Linked DNA regions of Mus musculus: region 2 is linked to region 1. A link is a contact called in public HiChIP or PLAC-seq data. All regions are on one chromosome and are shown on one strand. The core of a region is the stretch at or near the end of the contact, and the rest is flanking DNA. Distances in the headings are between cores, read along the strand shown. Region 1 holds the start of Gatd1 (glutamine amidotransferase like class 1 domain containing 1). Region 2 overlaps Tspan4 (tetraspanin 4).

Evidence for each region. HiChIP or PLAC-seq counts read pairs in DNA pulled down with a chosen protein or histone mark.
Region 2: a contact with region 1 is called in an H3K4me3 HiChIP or PLAC-seq map of pro-B cells, with 2.7 times the contacts expected there. The contact joins the enhancer-like site here to the promoter of Gatd1 in region 1. A contact is called at or near these places in 8 of 39 promoter capture datasets (the C10 cell line, the HPC-7 cell line, the SN4741 cell line and 3 more), 6 of 484 Hi-C or Micro-C datasets (the N1E-115 cell line, bone marrow-derived macrophages, embryonic stem cells and 2 more), 17 of 115 datasets of contacts at active chromatin or transcription factors (the 230-238 cell line, the HPC-7 cell line, bone marrow-derived macrophages and 11 more) and 3 of 9 other capture datasets (adipose tissue, liver and pancreatic islet).

Annotation. Positions count from the first base shown.
Region 1 is chr7:141,412,067-141,416,270 of GRCm38.p6, forward strand. Gatd1 (glutamine amidotransferase like class 1 domain containing 1) reads right to left here and starts at 2,059. Exons shown (of 8, transcript NM_172116.4): 1 at 1,936-2,059. The coding sequence starts at 1,999.
Region 2 is chr7:141,482,873-141,487,076 of GRCm38.p6, forward strand. All of the region lies in intron 2 of Tspan4 (tetraspanin 4), which reads left to right. Among named protein-coding and RNA genes, the nearest start is that of Tspan4, 9.7 kb to the left of the region's middle. Within about 2 kb of position 2,104, at least 5 of the 459 cell types and tissues checked have an H3K27ac peak or open chromatin away from gene starts, as enhancers often do. A contact at or near this core is called in pre-B cells and pro-B cells, where this site is marked.

The DNA of each region.
Region 1 (4,204 bases), core at 809-3,308:
GAGAAGACCTGCTCAGAGGTCCACAGCAAGTCTATTATTTTACCCAGCTTTGGTCACTGGACCCTGAAAGACCTGCAGGTGCTCCAGTGGTTCTGAAACCTCCCTGGACAGGCTCTCCACTTGACCTAATAACTCTACCTTCAGGCCCCCAGGTCACCTTAACTGTCCACCAACACCATTACACCCTTGGCTGCATCCTACCCTTTCCCACTATAGGTACTTCCAAACAGGTAAATGTCTGGTGCATCCCCTTAGAGATCCACCAGGATCCAAGGTCCCCATAACCTGGGAAGAGCAGCAGTGAACATGTCACAGAGGTAAACGCAGCAGGAGAGGAGAGTGGTGTCTGGGGCACTCCCACACCCAGGACATGGGTAAGATTCTGCCCCACCATGGTATTCTCAGCCCTCTTCTGCCCATCAAAAGTGGCACACACCTTTAATCCCAGCACTCAGAGGCAGAGGCAGGCAGATTTCTGAGTTCAAGGCCAGCCTGGTCTACAGAGTGAGTTCCAGGACAGCCAGGGCTACACAGAGAAACCCTGTCTCAAAAAAACCAACAACAACAAAAAAGTCCTTCAAAAAGGAACGAAGCTTGCCTAATTCAAAAGACTCTAGCCCCCAGGTGTGGTAATGCACACCTTTATGCACACCTTTGATCCTAGCACTTTTTAAAAGATTTATTTATTTACTTTATGTATATGAGTACACACTGAAGCTGTACAGATGGTTGTGAGCCTTCATCTGGTTGTTGAGAATTGAATTTAGGACCTCTGCTCACTCCAGTCCAAAGGTTTATTTGTTATTATAAATAAGTACATTGTAGCTGTCTTCAGACCAAATGGTTGCTCTCTCCCATCCTGGTCTTAAGACACCCTGTGGGTCTTAAGACACTCCAGAAGAGGGAGTCAGATCTTGTTAAGGATGGTTGTGAGGTTGTTGGGATTTGAACTCAGGACCTTCGGAAGAGCAGTCAGTGTTCTTATCCGCTGAGCCTTCTCACCAGCCCCCTAGCATTTTTTTAAAGACAGCATCTCATGTAGCCATTGCCCTCTCTATCCTCCTGCCTCCAACTCTGACACTAGGCTTTTGGCTTGTGGATTTTGTTTTGGTTAATATTTTGAGTCAGACCTCACTGTGTACTCCTGCTAGCCTGGAACTTGCTATATAAGTTCCAGACGGGCTCAAACTCCTGGAGATCCATCTGCCTCTGCCTCCTGAGTGCTGGGATTAAAGATAATTTTTAGCTTCTCAATCCCTCACTTTCCGACTCTCAAGGAAGGCCTACCTAGGAGCTGCTGTAGATTCTCTTTTACCTCTATTCCAGGGAGGAGCAGCACCCTCAGGCCCCTCCCACCCTCACCTGGGACGCTTCAGTGTGGAACCCAGAAATTCATCAGTCCAAGATCCCGACGTACCCTCGCGCTCACACCCACTTGCAGAGGTCTATAGGAATCCAGAGGGAAACCCCGGGCCGCAGCCCTGGGCTCCACCTCCCCACAGAGACTATCTCGGGCCAGTCGGTTCCCTAAGGACCCGTGAAGTAATCATCTGCCCAGCGCCCCTGACACACACCGGGCAGTTGGAACATGAAGCCAACAGACCCCTTCTGCGTGAGGGTCCCTTTTATGCAGCTCTTTCGAGCAACCTCTTTCAGGATCGCTTCCTGGAGGTGCACGAAGATAAACCCAAGATAGGGGGTAACAGAGAGGCAGAAAACACGGGCAGAGAGAGTACCAAGCCCCTGCGGCTCACTCGGGGGCAGGGTCATCTCTGCAGCCGCTGACCGTCCCTGTCTGCCAGCGCAGACAACATAGTAGGCCTGCGCCAGAGAAACAGATGCAGGGTCCCAGAATCTCAACTCCACAAACACAAACGTTTGCCCAGAGTCAGGACTGCAGGCCAGTGAGCTACACAGCTGCCCTGCGCGCCTCACCTTCGGAAGCGCCGCTGGCCACCAGGAGACACGCAGGCCTGCTTGGCAGCCGCTCGGACGCCATGGCTACAGCCCAGGCGGATATTTGTGCGAGGGATGGGGCGGGGCGGGGCTCGCCTGCAGAGAGCGGAATGCGCATGCGTGAGGCACGAAGGGCGGGGCTCGCCGGCAGGGTGCAAGGTGGGGTGGGAGAAACAACGCGGAAATTGAGTGAAGATGGGGGCAGTTTGCGCATGCGCATGGGGTAGTGGTTGAGTGGCAAGCATGCGAGGGGCGGGGACTGAGCGGGGGCGGAGCGGGGCGGAGCGGGGCGGGGGTTGGAGGCGGAGGCGGGGGAGGATACGCCCTGGGTCCCTGAGTGGTCGTTTCCTGATTGGAAGCCACCGGTACAGACTTGTGGCCCTAGGGCACATCAATTAAACCCAGTGGGCCGGGTAGATGTTTCCGAGTCCGAGTCTACCACAGAGCTACTACGCCTTGGGCCTTTGCCCGAAAGTTGAGCCTGGCTAAGTGTGTCAGGGAGCGATGACCGGTCGGGCGGACAGGGTGAGGGGCACAGAGTTGGGTCGTATGTGGGCGGGTCTTCCTCTGCCGGTTTGTGAAGATCCAGAAGATACCTGGGTCGGTTGAGTTTTGTATGTTCCTATAGAGGATGGAATGTCACTTCCTGAGCTGTGGACGCCTCTGGAGGTTCTGTTGAGTTTCCTGAGGAAAAGACCAGATTGGGGAGGCCAACCTGTATCTAAAGCGATTTACTTCTGTGGGACTCCTGCTGGGGCTTAGGAAAAGGAACCTGGAGCCCAGGATTGTGTGTTGTCTGAGTGGCGACTTTTGAAGATTCACAAGCCACAAGCTTGACTAGCCATCCTTATTAAATCCCCATCTATTGACATGAAACCCTGAAATTGAAGGGGTCAGATTGGCTAGTGTCCACATACTCACACAGTTCCACCTTTGTGCTGCCTCCAGAGTAACATTAAGGCACCAGAAGTGGCAGAGCCAGCAGTAAGCTTGAGTCTTGTGGAGAAAAGTATTTATATTGAATTCAACGCCCAGGTATTAGATATAATTTTGTAAAGAGACTACCATTCCAGGGAAATGTATAGACAGGGCAAATTTTACCCTTGAGGAAGAGTGTGCTGGAGAAAATGGTGAACAGCACCCCAAGACAGGAAGAGCATTTGATTTTGTTTTAACTCAGGTGGTGGCTGTTTCTTTTGCCCACTGACTGGAGTCCGACCTCACAATCTTATTAACTAGTCGGGAAAGACTCAACATACAAGAAATGGAGGAGGGGAAAGCAGTCCCTGACTGAAGGAGAATCACTGTTCCAGGCTAGTATAGAGAAATACACCTTTGGGTAAACAAAGCTTTTACTAGGTGGAAAGGATTAAACATTTGCATAAAAGTCTTACAAGGTGAAGGAGATAAAAATATTTGGATTCTTCATTCTTTTTTTTTTTTTTTTTTTTTTGTGTTTTTGAGACAGGGTTTCTCTGTGTAGTCCTGGCTGTCCTGGAACTCACTTTGTAGACCAGGCTGGCCTCGAACTCAGAAATCTGCCTGCCTCTGCCTCCTGAGTGCTGGGATTAAAGGCGTGCGCCACCACGCCCGGCTTGGACTCTTCATTCTAAACACAGGTTTTATAATATTTTGATAGAAAAGACTAATATTTGCTGGGTGTAGTAGCCTGTGCCTTTAATCCCAGCACTCAGAGACAGGGCAGGTGGATCTCTGAGTTCAAGGCCAGCCTGGTCTACAAAGGGAGTTCCAGGACAACCAGGGCTACCCAGAGAAATCCTGTCTTTAAAAAAGGGGTGGGGGGGCCTGGAGAGATGACTCAGCAGTTAAGAGCACTGACTGCTCTTCCAAAGGTTCTGAGTTCAAATCCCAGCAACCACATGGTTGCTCACAACCATCCGTAATGAGATCTGATGCACTCTTCTGGGGTGTCTGAAGACAGCTACAGTGTACTTACATATAATAAATAAATAAATAAATCTTTAAAAAAAAGACTGATACTTGATATTTCTTTAACAGGTTCCAGTCCTGAGGGAAGTCAGGGCAGGAACTGAAGTAGAGATTGAGACCATGGAGGAATACTGCTTGCTGACTTTTTTTAGCTACCTTTCTTTGCTTTTGTTTTTGTTTGTTCATTTATTTTTTCTGAGCTAGGGTTTCTGTGTGTAGCCCTGGCTGTCCTGGAACTCACTCACTCTGTAGATCAGGCTGGCTCCTAACAGAGATCTCCCTGTGAGTGCTAGGATTA
Region 2 (4,204 bases), core at 854-3,353, 71 kb after region 1:
CAGAAGACCAAGGAAGGCTGTGTGCACTGCTTGACCTATCAGGGCCTAGGGAAGTATACCAGACACTGGTCAGGGACTCTTTCCATGGACATGGGTGGCACCTGGCTCCCTGCCACCTCAGCAGAGCCTCTAACTTTTGCATGGGGTAATGTTCAGTTGGGGCTTGCATGATGATAGAGCAGAAGATGGGCCCCTCCAGTGTGGATGGAGCAGTGTTCACACACTAAACCCCCCCCCCCCCCCCCGTGGAATGGGGAACGGATGACATTTGATTACCACTTGGTGTTGGGGCTTGGCTGAGCCTGGAGCCTGAGTGGGGCGTGCTAGATTTGATTAGAGGTGACCCTTTATTACCTGGGCATGGCCTGGACCTTCGCTTACTAGCTGGAATACTTGGAGAACAGTATCCAAGGTCATTCCATACTCTGCCTTGGTTCCTGAGCCAACTTTCTGGGAGTGGGTGTGTGCGACTGAGGGATGAGGGGTGTGGTTGGGAAAGAGAGAGTGCAGCTTGGGAGTGAAGATGAGGGCCATCACTGGGATCCCTCCTTGCAGCTCATTTGCATGCAGTCCAGGTCAAGTCAAATGTGCAGAAACCTAGGTCCACTTTTCTGACCTCTCCTTTCTTATAGCCCTGGCCCAGGGCAGGAGCTGGGACTTGCTGGGTCTCTGCTTCCCTACGCATCCCATCTCCTCCCTACCCCCATCAAGAGCTCTATGCCTGAGGCTCCTAAGAGGGGTGGGCCCAGGTCTGGGAGTACTCACTTATCAGGTGGGCATCAGAGATAGATGTGGGCTGAAGCTGTAGCCAGCCCATGTGAGGTAGATGATTCTGTTTAATGGACTTCAGTGGGCACTAGTGTGTGGTCAGGAACAACTGACTGGTAGGGTGGCTCTGACATTGTGACAGTTTGGGGTGGGAGCTTGTGAGGGGAGAGTGATTGCAGACAATTATAACAGGTAGAAAAGGCCCAGGACCTACAAATGACAGTGTGACAGGTAGACAAGTATAACACTGTCCACACCTGACAGCTATAGGTCAGTCTGATGGTAGCAGGCAGTGTAGGTGGTAGAAGGGGGTTATGAGGTAGGAGTGTGGGGGCCGGGCAGCTGCTAGGTAGTGTTTGGTTGGGGGAGGTCAAGGTTGTTGTAGTTATCACTCTCTTCCTGATCGGAACACCTGGTCACAGGGAGAGGGGGCACTGGCTACAGAGCAGGCACATTCCATGGACCGACCGCTGGGTAACATCCTCTACCCGAGAAATAAACAATCAGTATCCCATGGGACTCCTGTGCTGAAAAACCCAGTATCCTTCTGTTATCCACACATACTTCCAGCCTTGCAAACGGGCTCATGCCTCAGCATCATTGTGGCTTCTCCCTCCAGCTTGATTCCCAGTGAGGGGTTAGAGGCAACCAAGCAAAGGGTGCTGCTGTGAACAACATGGTTTTGCTTAGAAGTACCTGTGCTGCGCTTGGCAGAGTCCATCTGGGCTAGCAAGTGTGAGAGTCCACACTTGGCCTGGTCAGTATGATGTCAGTCCACCTTGTCCCTGGCATCTGTGAACTAAACTCCCCTCCTGCTGGTGACAGGCCCTAGTGGGAGGGCCACAGCATAACCTACCCAAGACCTGACTCCTCTTGTAGGAGAGGCTTTGATCTCCATTTGGCACTTACAATGCACGTTTAGCAGACAGGCCTCTGCCATGTGTCTTGCCTCAGTCACTATTGGAGTTAACCAGGCAGCTGGAGTCAAAGCTGAACTGACTCCCTAGACCTGGGTGTGTGGAGACCCAATGAGCCCTTGCCCTCCTTCAGCCAACAGTGATGCCCAATTCTACTGGGCAGTTGCTCAACCTGCCTTTGAGATGTGCACAGGGTAAGGACTAGCTGGTTAGCTGGGAGTGCCTCAGGGAAGTGAGGTTGAGTATACAGCTTCTGAACACAGTTAAGTGGGTAGGTGGTGTTGGGTGCTGGCCACTGGCAGTAAGGGAGTGGGGGCTGAGCAGCCCCTGGGACCCCTGTCTCAGGCCTCTGAGGCTGCATTGTCAGCTGGGCCTCTGCCAGCAAAGCTCTTCCTGTAATGGAAGTTGAGGTCTCCTGGGACCAAGGGGAGTCGGTGAAGCCTGGTTCTTCCTGCCTCCTCTCTCCTTTGCCTTCCCCTCCCCTGCCCTGGGCTTTCGGAGCATCTACCTTCCTGGGCAGCTACTGTGGTGTAAGGGTTAGTGTAAGTGGGGCTGATCACATGGAGTAGGGTGAGGACCTTCCCATGCCTCTTCTGTGTCCAGGTTCTAGAGATGCTAGCCAGGCCTGAACCATGTGGTTGGCTCTTCCCATACATGGACTGACCAGTCTGAGGCCCTTCCTCTAATGTTTCCAGGCAGGTGTCCCTCCCAATTCCTCAGTCTAGCAAAGGTACAGCTGTTCCCTGCATGGTCAGTGTCTGGGTGGATAAGATGGAGGTTGGAAGCATGCCTGCCACCCAGATACTGTGTGACCTGAGAAAATTCTGTATTCTTAGGGTCTCAGATTCTCTATTTTGACCACACTGTGTCATCAAGGTGATCCAAAGGTTTGTGGGTCAGGGTCCCTCAGCTCCCACCCAGGTGGCCTGTGATGACTCCAGATGGATGACCAGCTGAGCAGAGGTTCTGAGTCGGGGGAGGTACAGGGGTCAGGCTTCGTTTGTCTTTCCTTCAGGGAGGGGATTGAGGCCATGAGCTGTTACCCAGGCACAACCCAAACCTGTGCACAGCAGGTGCCTTAGCCTCTAGCCCCTTGGATCAGTCTCAGGCTGAGTACCATATGGTACTGGGTGCCCACCAAATGTGCCTGTCCAGGTCCACAGAGGTGGGTGCCAGCAGGCCTCTGCCCACCACCCCTTCAGCCATACACAGCTCAATGTAGCAGATGGCTGGGCAGCTAGCCACATCTTTGGTGGAGGTGGATGGGCTGGGGCCCCTGTATAAGCCAACGGTATGTCAAGAAGTCTGTCTCCTGCCAGGCTGGCAGGAACCTTCCCCATCTTGGCTAGGATGTTGGTTATCCCAGTGGGGTGAGTTTGTGCACTTAAAATTGAATATACGCCTGGGGATGTGGCTGAGTTAGTGGAGTGTTTGCCAAGCATGACTGGGTTAGATACTCAGTGCCATATAAACCAGTATTCCTGGGACTGGACAGGTGGAGACAGCAGGGTTAAGTCACCGTAAGTTATGTCATCATAAGTAAGGGAAGCCAGTCTCCAAATAACTTAAAAAAAAATATCATTTGTTTTCGCCCAACACAGGACATTGCCAGAGCCACCAACATCCCAAAGAACAAACAAGACCATGGCTTCCTGCATTGGGCAGCTCCCTGCTACCCATATCACAAATATAAGCTGTTACAGGATCTCCCTGTCCCTGAGTGTCCTGGTTCTTCCAAGGAACTGAACATAGAGCCCTCTGCCATTTCCTAGTCCCCTCATCTACCAGACTGAAAGTGCCAGAGACTAACAATAGAACCACTGTCCATCTGATACCATCTCAGCTCATCAAAGACAACAGACACCCAGAGCCTAATGAGGCATGTGCCCTGCAACTTGTTGCCAATGTGGGGGCAGATCCCAGTGCCCAGTGGTACCTTTTCTTTTGGGACAGCGTTAAGCAAGTACTGAGGCTGCAATGATGACAGCCCAGGCAAAGCTGCCCCTGAGTGATGTCCCCAGCTACTATCTATTGCTCAGGACTCCAGCTTTTTTAAAGACTGCTGTGGGGAGTGGGCTCTGCCTCCGACCTGGGCTTCTGTCTAGCCTGGGGACACAGCTGCAGAGGAGTGAGGCAAGAATGCAAGGTGGTCTGTCTCAGGAGATGGTGCTCAGGGTTCTGGGGGACCAGTGTAGATCTGGGGTGGGGGGTGGGGTCTCAGTCCCATCCCCACTTTTGATTGAGGAGGCCATCAGGGCTCAGCCCTGAGTCCTGCCTTTCTCATCTTCTGAATCTAATGGGCCCATTTTGTCTTGCGCTTTGAAGCTGTAATTTTCCTGCCAAAATGTCTTAAAAAGCTTCATGCACTGAAACATTTTCAAAATTACAGGTACAGTACGCTTAGCACATGCACAGTTCACATCAGTGCACCTATGCTTGTGGCATTTCTGAGAGGGGTGGCCCTACAGGATAGTGGTGGCTCTGAGTGTACTGCTCATTTGTGACAATGCATGTGACAC